2 separate regions of the Rattus norvegicus genome follow, and region 1 is linked to region 2. A link is a contact called in public Hi-C data. All regions are on one chromosome and are shown on one strand. Each heading gives the region's core, a stretch centred on a gene start, on an enhancer-like site or on the middle of the called end of the contact. The rest is flanking DNA. Distances are from core to core; before and after follow the strand shown.

What was found. Hi-C and Micro-C count contacts between places; a contact is called where the count stands out from the background.
Region 1: a contact with region 2 is called in a Hi-C map of prefrontal cortex, with 2.4 times the contacts expected there. The contact joins the promoter of Arhgap17 here to the enhancer-like site in region 2. A contact is called at or near these places in 7 of 12 Hi-C or Micro-C datasets (the A7r5 cell line, frontal cortex, kidney and 3 more).

Annotation. Positions count from the first base shown.
Region 1 is chr1:187,326,665-187,331,700 of GRCr8, forward strand. It overlaps Arhgap17 (Rho GTPase activating protein 17), which reads right to left and starts at 1,272. Exons shown (of 21, transcript NM_001270693.1): 1 at 1,135-1,272. The coding sequence starts at 1,187.
Region 2 is chr1:187,282,814-187,287,380 of GRCr8, forward strand. It overlaps Arhgap17 (Rho GTPase activating protein 17), which reads right to left. Exons shown (of 21, transcript NM_001270693.1): 3 at 2,161-2,265. Among named protein-coding and RNA genes, the nearest start is that of Arhgap17, 43 kb to the right of the region's middle. Within about 2 kb of position 3,163, at least 28 of the 93 cell types and tissues checked have an H3K27ac peak or open chromatin away from gene starts, as enhancers often do. A contact at or near this core is called in the A7r5 cell line and prefrontal cortex, where this site is marked.

The DNA of each region.
Region 1 (5,036 bases), core at 22-2,521, 42 kb after region 2:
CTCTAATTCTACAAGCAACAAAAACTAGGCATTTCTGGGTTTATGGGGCAGGGACTGAGTCTGGATAAATGATACTAAGATTATGCGATGGAGAGGGTTTTTTGTTTGTTTTTTTCTTTTTTTCTTTTTCTTTTCTTTCTTTTTTTTTTTAGAAACTCACTAACAAAACTTAGCAAAAAGTTGAGGGAAATGAAACATTGCAAAAAGCAAATTTAGAACACCCAAGAGGAAGTAAAAGTATTTTCCTACACATAAAAAAAGAAGTGTCTCACGTGCTTCAACCAAACCAAGCTCCCCTTAACTGCTAGGGGAGGAGGGAAAGAGCGAGAGCTGTGAAAAATCCATCTCTCTCTGTGCAGAATAAACAGCAAATTGGTTCAGCACAGCTATCTGCCCTGCAGACCTTGAAATATTTGTTCCAGATAGCACAGCACATGACAACAGCCTCCTGAAAGCTCTAAAAACCGCAATCATTCCTGATCTACAGCCTACTTCTTATCTACTGTCCCTCCTGTATTCTATCATTAAAAATATCAGTTTCTTGTCAAGCACTCACGCAGTCTCACAAAAATACCACATCCCAGGTGAGAAAAGGCATCCTTTTCTCTTTCCAAAACCTACCAGACCTCAAGAACTCGCGGCAAATTCCCCAAAGCCTGGATTTTGAGACTGCACTTCTCGATTCCTTCACAGAGGGGAGGGAGGCTGAACTTAACTGGGCAAGCCACACTCGACTAACACCCTTTGGATTCCTAGTGACCAGCAAGCTCTTCCCGGGGGGGGGGGGGGGGGGGGAGGCTGCAACAGCGGGTCGGCGGGGAGAGCCTGAGAACACCAGTCCCAAAGCTGAGCGCCTGGCACTGCGTGAGGCACACAAGTTTACGGAGTTTTCACACCAGGCAGCGAGCTCCGGCTGGCGGGGACAGGGAGGAGTGAAGACTCGCGTGGGTCTCCTAAGGGCGATGCTCCTCGGGGCAGGACAATGGGCAGCGCCCAAACCTCAACAGGGCGCAGACCCCCGCCCCACGGGGCCCAGGCCGGGCCGCGCCCGGCTCTCCCCGCTCCCCGGCTCCTCGCGCGCGGGACCGGCCCGCCCCCCCGCGCGTCTCCCGCCAGCGCGCCCCGCGCACTCGCCTGCCGACAGTCTGGTTGGCCAGCTGCTTCATGCGGTTGAATTGCTTCTTCATGGCGGCGGCGGTGGCGGCAGCGGCAGGCCGCGGGGCTCGGGACGAGGAGAGCTGGGGACCGTCTGGCGGGTCCTACCTACATCGCTTCCCGGCCCCGGAGGCGGTGACGGAGGCTACAATTCGACCCCGCCCTCGCGCGTCACTTCCAGCCCCGCCACCCGCCCCTAACACGAGTGGGGCCGAGCCGAGCCGAAAGAGGCCGAAACTAGAGAGGTGGAACAGGTGCGGACAGACCAAAAATGGGTGGAGTTAAGACGATCAGGGCGGGGACCAGGGAGGCCGCGCCGAGGTGGGTGGAGCCTAACCGAACAGGGCCGAAACCAGATAGGTGTAGCCGAGCTGGCCAACACCGGCCGAAACCAGAGAAGTCAGGCAGAGCAGGACGGGGTAGAGCTAGGCAAAGTTAGGGGTGGAGCCGAACCAATCGGTGAGCAAGGGGTGGAGTTGAGCCAATAGGAGACGAATGAGCGTGGCTTTGAGAGCTAGAGCGGAGAAGAGACCCGGCGGTTCTGAATTAGAGCCGAACAGGATGGGCAGAGCAGAGCCAAACTTAGCTACCTACTCTAGTGGTGACAATTAGAACGCGAGTGAGCCTCTCAGATCTTGGCCCGGTCCGGCAAGGCGGAACGCAGAGATGGGGCCTTGCCCAGCCGGACCGGGGAGTCCAGCCAGCAGGGGAAGGGAGTTATGAGGGGGAGGAGAGTCCGGCCAAGCCTAACCGAATAGGATGCCTAGTCAAGCAAGGGAGAACTGAAACGAACTGAGGTTAAGCTGAGCCGAGTGGACCTAACCTAGAGCGGTGCGTCTGACCAGGGTATATCCTAGTTGGGCAGGAGTGAGCTGAAGCAGATCTACAGGGTGAACCAGCTCCACGCCCTCAATACCTGAACCCCTTGCCCTCTTTCCTACCCAAAGAGCAAAGTATCAGGAGAGTGAGTGTCATGGAGGCCTGCGACTCCTTTTAGCAGGGAAAGGCTAAAAGAGTAGGGTCAATCAGATGAGGGCCACCTATGGAGTATACACCCGTGTCCGGCAGCCAAAGGAAACTGGCCTTCGCTAGGCCCCTGCACTGATGGGTCTCTGAGTTCCTGCTGCCTTAAATGACAAGGTTCTGATTCCCCGCCCTGCCCTGCAGGTACAGTGGAGCTGGGAAACTCAGTGGGACCATTTCTGTTTTGCTGAACCCTTTCTTCCAATTGAACCAAGCTAGTTTTATAACTTTCAGCCATGCTCTCCTGACTTGGCAGCCTTGGCTCCATATACATAACACTCCCCGTGTCCAGTGGGCTATGGCATCCTTCACAGTCTGTGTGATGGTTTAAAGTGTCAACTTGACAGGATCTAGAGTCACCTTAGAAACAAATCTCTGTGTCTGTCTGTGAAGTATTATCTACCTTGGGTTCATTGATATGGGAAGGCCCACCCTAAATGTGGGCCACAGCATTCATTCCGTGGTGGCCCCAGACCACAGAAAACTAGCTGAGCTGGGAGCTTTCATCTCCTTCTGCTTTCTGAATGTGGAGGCAATGTGGTCTCGCTGTGGGCAGGCTCCATAATGCCTATTGCAGTGCCTTCCCCATCCCTCCCTCCAACTGAAAGCTGGACTAAACCTTTCGTCCCTCGTCCCTCACTTGCTTCTGGTCCTGCATTTCCTTACAACAGAGAGCAAAGAAACTAATGCAAGGGACATCTTAAGCTCAAAGAACAAGAAGCTTAAAAATCTGTAACGATTACAACTCAAGTGGGGAGCCTCGAGTCAGGCAGAAAACTGCAAGTCATCAACATTAATTACAACAGGAAGTGTTGAAATAAGGCTTTGTTTTGTTTTTGTTTCGTTTGGGTTTTTCCGAGGAGTCTTATGTAGGCCTTAAAGGATGGCCTTAAATTTCTGATCCTCCTGCCTCCAGTGGCCAAATCCTAGAATTACAGGCTTGTGGCACCCCCATCCGACAAGATTTATTGAAGCAAGACAAACAGGACTTCAAAACCATTTGCTCAATCTGAGTCAGCCATTGAGTCACTACATTTAGATGCTACCATGAAACTAGACAGTGGTGACATAGGCCTGAAACCTAGCTACTCAGAGGCTGACCCAGAAGGATCACAAATTCCAGGTCAGTCCAGGCTACGGAGAGCAGTAAAAAACAATGCAAAACAGATGTTGTTATATTGGGGAGCACTGTACAAACTTCATTCAGTTGTGGTACCAATTATACATTAGCTTTCCAAGTGGATGACGTGGATTTTAATGTCAATTTGGTCACAACATGGACAGAGAAAGTTTTAAGACATGTGTCTAAAGCCCATCCTTGAGGAGTGTTGCTCAGACTTGGCTATGTAGAAGGAAGAGCTAGTAGGTGGAAAATGAAATCTAGCAACATAAAGAACTTAAACGGAACAGAAACCAGGGAACTGTCAACCATCGAATTCAGTTGTCAACCACAGGCATCCGGAAAACCTCCGTGACTCTGAACCAAAGGCAGAAGAGTTAGAAATCATGCTTCAGCCAAGTGGCTCAGGAATTGAAGTCACCAATCTCTAAACCTCAGACCGTGCTAAACACCGATCTAGAGAGCACAAGAGATGGCCTGTCAAGGAAAAGTGGTTGCTACCAACCTTCACCAACTGAATTCTCTCTCTGGGACCCACACGGTAGAAGCAGAAAACTGACTGCAGCAAGTTATTCTCTGACCACAGTGGCACATGTGCACCTACACACACACACACACACACACACACACACACACACACACACACAGAGGGGGGGGGCATTTAATTTTTCCAACTGGCATACCTACAAAAAGTAGAGTCAAGCCCCCAAATGGAAGAACTTGAAGACACAGTTGAAGATTTAAATAATTATTCCCTATACAAAGTAGCAGAGTTTGACACAAAAACATCTCAGCCTCCATTCAAAAGAAACGCAGTCGTAAATGTAGACCTTTGAAAGTACAGGCTTGTGTGATAGAGCAAAGTGATACAGTTAAAGAACGGAAATCTGAAAAGTTCAGAGCTTCCAAAGGAATTCAATAAATGCACCTAAGAAAACAAGAAAATCTATAGCATAGGATAAAAAAAAGATTCCTCACCTCCACAGAAGAAAGAACCACCTGAAGAAGATGGGACACCTTGGGGAACACCAGAGTGGAATGAGCCTTGGCTAACCCTAAAGTGCTAGACGTTGTCACAGAACTACAAGCCACTGTGTCTCAGCCAAATGTTAGAAAGACTTGCTCAAGGAGAAAGAGCAACGACAGTGAAAACTCCTGAACATAAAAAGCAGTGTCAGACACACCTGCTTCAGTCTTTGAAGAGAAGGGCAGGGGTTAATTTAAAAACCAGCAGAAACAAATAACTACATCACCTATTCACAGTTCTGTTTTTTTTTGTTTGTTTGTTTTTTTTTTTTTTTCTCGGAGCTGGGGACCAAACCCAGCGCCTTGCACTTGCTAGGCAAGTGCTCTACCACTGAGCTAAATCCCCAACCCCCACAGTTCTTTTCAGAGAAAATTCAAGAAGCAGCTCAGTTGGTAGAGTGCCTGCCAAGTATCCATAGGGCTCTGGGCCAACCCTTAGAGCTATATAAATTGGCTATAGTAATGCAGGTCTGTAATCTAACAATTGGAAGGTAGAAAGAAAAGGGTTGTAAATTCAGAGTTATTTTTGGTTATATGCAGAATCAGAGACCAGCCTGGGCTATATAAGACCCTTTCTCAAGAAAAAAAAAAGTCTCAAAACAGTAGAACAGATCAAAATTCAGCTGCAAGAAAAAGACAACGAGTGTCAGGGCAGGGAGGTGGGAAGGGGTGGGTGGTTGGGGAGGGGGAACGCCCTCATAGAAGAAGGGGG
Region 2 (4,567 bases), core at 1,913-4,412:
TCATTTGCCTCCCCAGTGAAAAGGGCACTTATGTCAGACACCACCTATCATCTAACTTCCCTGCATGCACTGGCTTGTGCCACTTGGAGGACTTCTATCCAGGAAAGTACCAACAGTGGTGGCTCAGGAGGAGGGATGGGGTCTGGAACAAACTATGCTCATGTTCTTTTGTACATTCTGAATTAAAGTTATCCATGAGGCTGGAGAGATGGCTCAGCAGTTAAAAGCACTTGCTACTCTTCCAGAGGACCTGGGTTTCATTCCCAGCACCCAGAAGGAGACCACAGCTGGCTGCCATGCTTTCACAACAGAAAGCTCTGAGCATAACTGAGGATAAGTCACAGTTTAGGTGAGCTCCTTTCAAAGAGATGAAATGTAAGATACACATAGCAATCCAGAGAGCCAGACGTCATGCAATTCTAGAACTCCATGAGTCCCTGAGGGAAAATCACCAAGAACCTATTTTAATCAGTACCTGACTCAATAGCCTTGACCCTGTTTCCAGGCATACATAAACAAGGGAAGTCTGCTGAACAAATGAGCTCATTAACAAAGATGTATCTAGCCACACTGAAATTCCCTCCACAAGGAAAGAAAGACCCAGCTTTCCAGGGGTGAACAGCTCTACCATCCATCATCAGGAGGAACTGAAAAGCTCTTCACTGGTGACATATGTGCCAACTACACAGAAGGCCAGCTGAGCTCTTAAAGGCCTACTTCACGGGCTCTGCTATGTACACGGAGGCTCTGAGCTGAGGAGGCTGCTGCTCCAGCTCTCTTCCCACCCTTTCTTGCTTCCTCCCAGGTGGTGGAGCTACTGCTGCTCCCTCGGGAGCTCTACTCGTGTTTCCTGGAGCCTGCCTCCGCCTGTTATATGCTCTCCTGAGGACTCCTAATCGTTCTCAACACTGTCATGGCAACACTGTCATGTCTCTCCTCAGAGTCTTTTCTTTGGCACATTTGCTTGAGGTTTTAGGGGAAATCTAAGTCATCAAACATTGCAGAAACTAGGATGAAGCTCCTTGCTCCTACTGCTGGCACGTTCCCTCCACCAGCCACTCTCCAGTCTACAGGTCAGGCACTGAGCCCTCAGGAAGCCCACCTGACTTTGCTCTCTGTTCTCACAGCCCACCCTATGCATGTTTTATTCACCATGCCATTTTATAATTATCCACTAGTGGCACCCCTCACACAACCAGGACACAAGCACTCTTATATCTCGAGCGCTCAAGCACAGTAGGTATTTGATAAAAATTCAGTTTGTTTTTAATGAAGAGGTGTGGCAGTTTATCTCAAAGCAGACATCAAAAACAACAGGACATGGCTGCCAGTATTATATTTAGGGACCATTGGGTATTATGTGGCTGGACCCAGTGGGAATGAGAGGAAGGAACAAAGAACCCTGCTGAGGCAAAAAGGGATTGGAATACAAAGAGTTTAAATCATGCTAAGTGTATTCCAGGCCCTGGCAACCAGCAGAGCCCCTTAAGAGGTCCCATCAGCTTTTGGGGCACCTCTGGTGTCCAGCTCTGCCAGCAGCACCACAGAATATGCAGTTTCCCACTTTGGCAATGACTCTGACAAACAGACGGAAAACTGACTAGAAAGGATGGAAACTTAGAGACAGGAAATGTGGTTCAGAAAGGAAACAAGATGACAGCTCAGACAGCTCAGGTATTTATGATAAGCAGGTCTCACCTTGAGGAGAAGGGAGGGATGAGGCAGGGGTGAGGAATTTTAAAGACACCCACAATGAGAAACACAGGGCTAACCAGCAAGACAGCTACAGGAGGACCGAGATAAAGGTGAAAGGTCAGCAGAGCAGAAGCCGGGCTAGAACAAGAACAGTGGGGACAGAACCAATGACATCTGTCTCTGAGGGACAGACCAAAGCAAGCATTCCAGGACACACAGGTGTATGCAAATGCCCACTAGATTTACACAACTGCAGAATCCTAACTATTACAAAATAGAGGGAGAACTTTGTGGTCAGGTACCTGTAATTAACTGTGGGAAACTCAAAGGGTGACACAGTTATTTGCATACTAGCCCGTCCTTCTTCGGTGTCTGGTGATTATCAAAGCAGCAACCCTAACTAGCTTCATGACGTGCTACTGAACTGCCGCTGTAATATGGCTCTGAGGCGAATCTGATACTCACATGTCTCCTCTCAGCATCGGTGCCATGCTGACCTTGGAAGCAGGCTATCAAACGCTTATGTGAATGGTGGCACATTGACCGCACAGTGTCCAGTCGACGTTCAATCTGTCAACGCAGAGACAAAAGAGCAATTTTCAGGCCTTAGAAAGAAATTCAGCTTTCTCCATGTGTGGTGTGTGCATGGAGGTAGGAAAAGCAAGCTGCAATGAAAATTCTCAGCTCTTGGGTGTTGACAGACAGCTCCTATTCATACCACAGTTCTTACTGCTGACACACAATGGTCCTGGGTTGCAGGAGGTTGTCCTGTACACTGTGGTGTGTGTTTAGTGGCATCTCTGGCCTCTACGTACTAGATGTAAGTAGCACCCCACGCCCCAAGATGTCATCTCCAGGAAAGCACACAGCTAGCCTCCAAAGCTGAATCTGTTTAGGTTAAGGGACAATTGTGTCTACATTTATGAGGCCAAGTAGTGGCAGTTAGAGCACCAGCAAAGCTCTAGTCCAATCAAACCAACTCCTACCTACTGCCACGGGGGACAAGTCAATAGGGACAGCAGAAGCACAGATAATTGGGTCTTCCACACACAGGGCAATAGACCCAAAATCCAGGTGGCACAGCCAAAACAGAATCAGTATAAAAACCTTCTTCCATATTAAGTTTGGGGTAGGTTTTTGTTTCTCTTTTAATGAGGCCCCCACAGCAAAATGGATACCTAGCAGTAGGGAACACTGGCCTAGGAACCCACACATCCTGAATAGCCTCTCAAAATAAGACTGCTGGAATATAGCTGTTTATGGCAAAGAGGGCTGCTTGTTACAGGAAGGAATGCCAAAAATGTGAGTTCTGATGACTCATGCAGAGTGAGAGCCAGTCCTCAGGGATGCTTTCCATTTTAATGAGAAATCAGCAAAATCAAAACAGAATGCGTTGTGGCCCCTAGTTGCTTTGTGCCTGTTTCTCAAAGGTACCTGGACACAGGGAGCGTCTCTTCAGACCCACACCCCAGTCACCAGACTATGACCCGCAGGCAGGCTGACACTCAGGAGCACATGCCATAGCACCCCATCTACAGTGGCCACATGGCAGAGCATTAGAAAACTAACAGTCTCTGGATGCCTTAAGAGCAAATGACACCCAGAATCCCGGAACTTCTCATCAACACACCAACTCCATGAGGGCAAGAGCCCTGTCTGTCTGGTTCACTGGTCCCCCAAGGGCCTGGCTCACTATCTGCCACAGGTCTCTTGACTATGTTAGACAAGTACTGAGTACTCTTCTGTGCCAGATATTAGAAAAGCAACAGAGAAGACATTCTGGTCTCCATCTGCTGCAGTTCACAGTCTCCTGGTGCAACACTATGCCATTAAAATAAAAGGCAGCTCTGGCAGAAAGAGATCAGAGAAGGTAGTGTCACCTCAGAGACAGGCCAGCAACACAAACCTGGTGGCCTGTAGTGGTGATCAGAGCAGCTTGAAACAAACCTGTCTCTCAGGCTCCATTGTCAAGATGCACCACAATTTTGTCCATTCCCTCATTAGCCCGCCTTCATTAGTCTCTCCCCATGGGGCAGAAAATGCCAGCAACTTCACTGGAGTCTAGTGGAAACTGAGGCACTGGGGGATTAACTTAATCCTAGGCCACAGGGTCAGCCCTGGCAGTAGAGTTAGCACCAGAACCTACTATTTTGGAGGGTTTTGTTGTTGTTGTTCTTTTCCTTCAAGTTAAAAACAGCAGAAGAGAGAGAGAGAGAGAGAGAGAGAGAGAGAGAGAGAGATTGATTGATTGTGTAAATACCTGTGGCAGTTATGAAGACAGCAAAGAAAGGTCTGTATTATCAAAGTAGGGTATTCCAGAGGGGACAAAGCTTTCACACCCCACAGACAATGAAGACAGCTCTTCTCCAACTACAAGGGTCTCGCCTCAGAACATCAAGGGTTAAATGTGATGATGTAAGTACTGTGGCAAGACAGCACGAAAACATGAAAACCGAGCTGGAGCTAAAGTGCACAAACAGCACTTCAGGAAGGAAGTGGACTTAAACAAGTGCCCTGAACTAACAAGGGCCAAGAATGTACACAGATCTTTGTTTTGTAGGCTGGCCTTGAACTTAGAATCTGCCTACCTTTAAAAAAAAAAGTTTTTTTAAAAAAAAATACTAGACTGTAGGTGTGGCTCAAAGCAGAAGAGATCTTAGATTGCTCTTGGTTCAATCCCCAGCACTAGAACCAAAACCCAAAACAACCCCCAGACCCAGTCCCCAGATCCATGGATGGATTTGGACATCTGTAACATTTAGCCAACCATGGACCAAAAACCTTCAAAAGAAAACTTCTGTAAGACCATGTGCAGAGTTCTCATTGCTGTTCCCTAAACAGCCCAGCATGAGGACTATGCACACAGCACAAA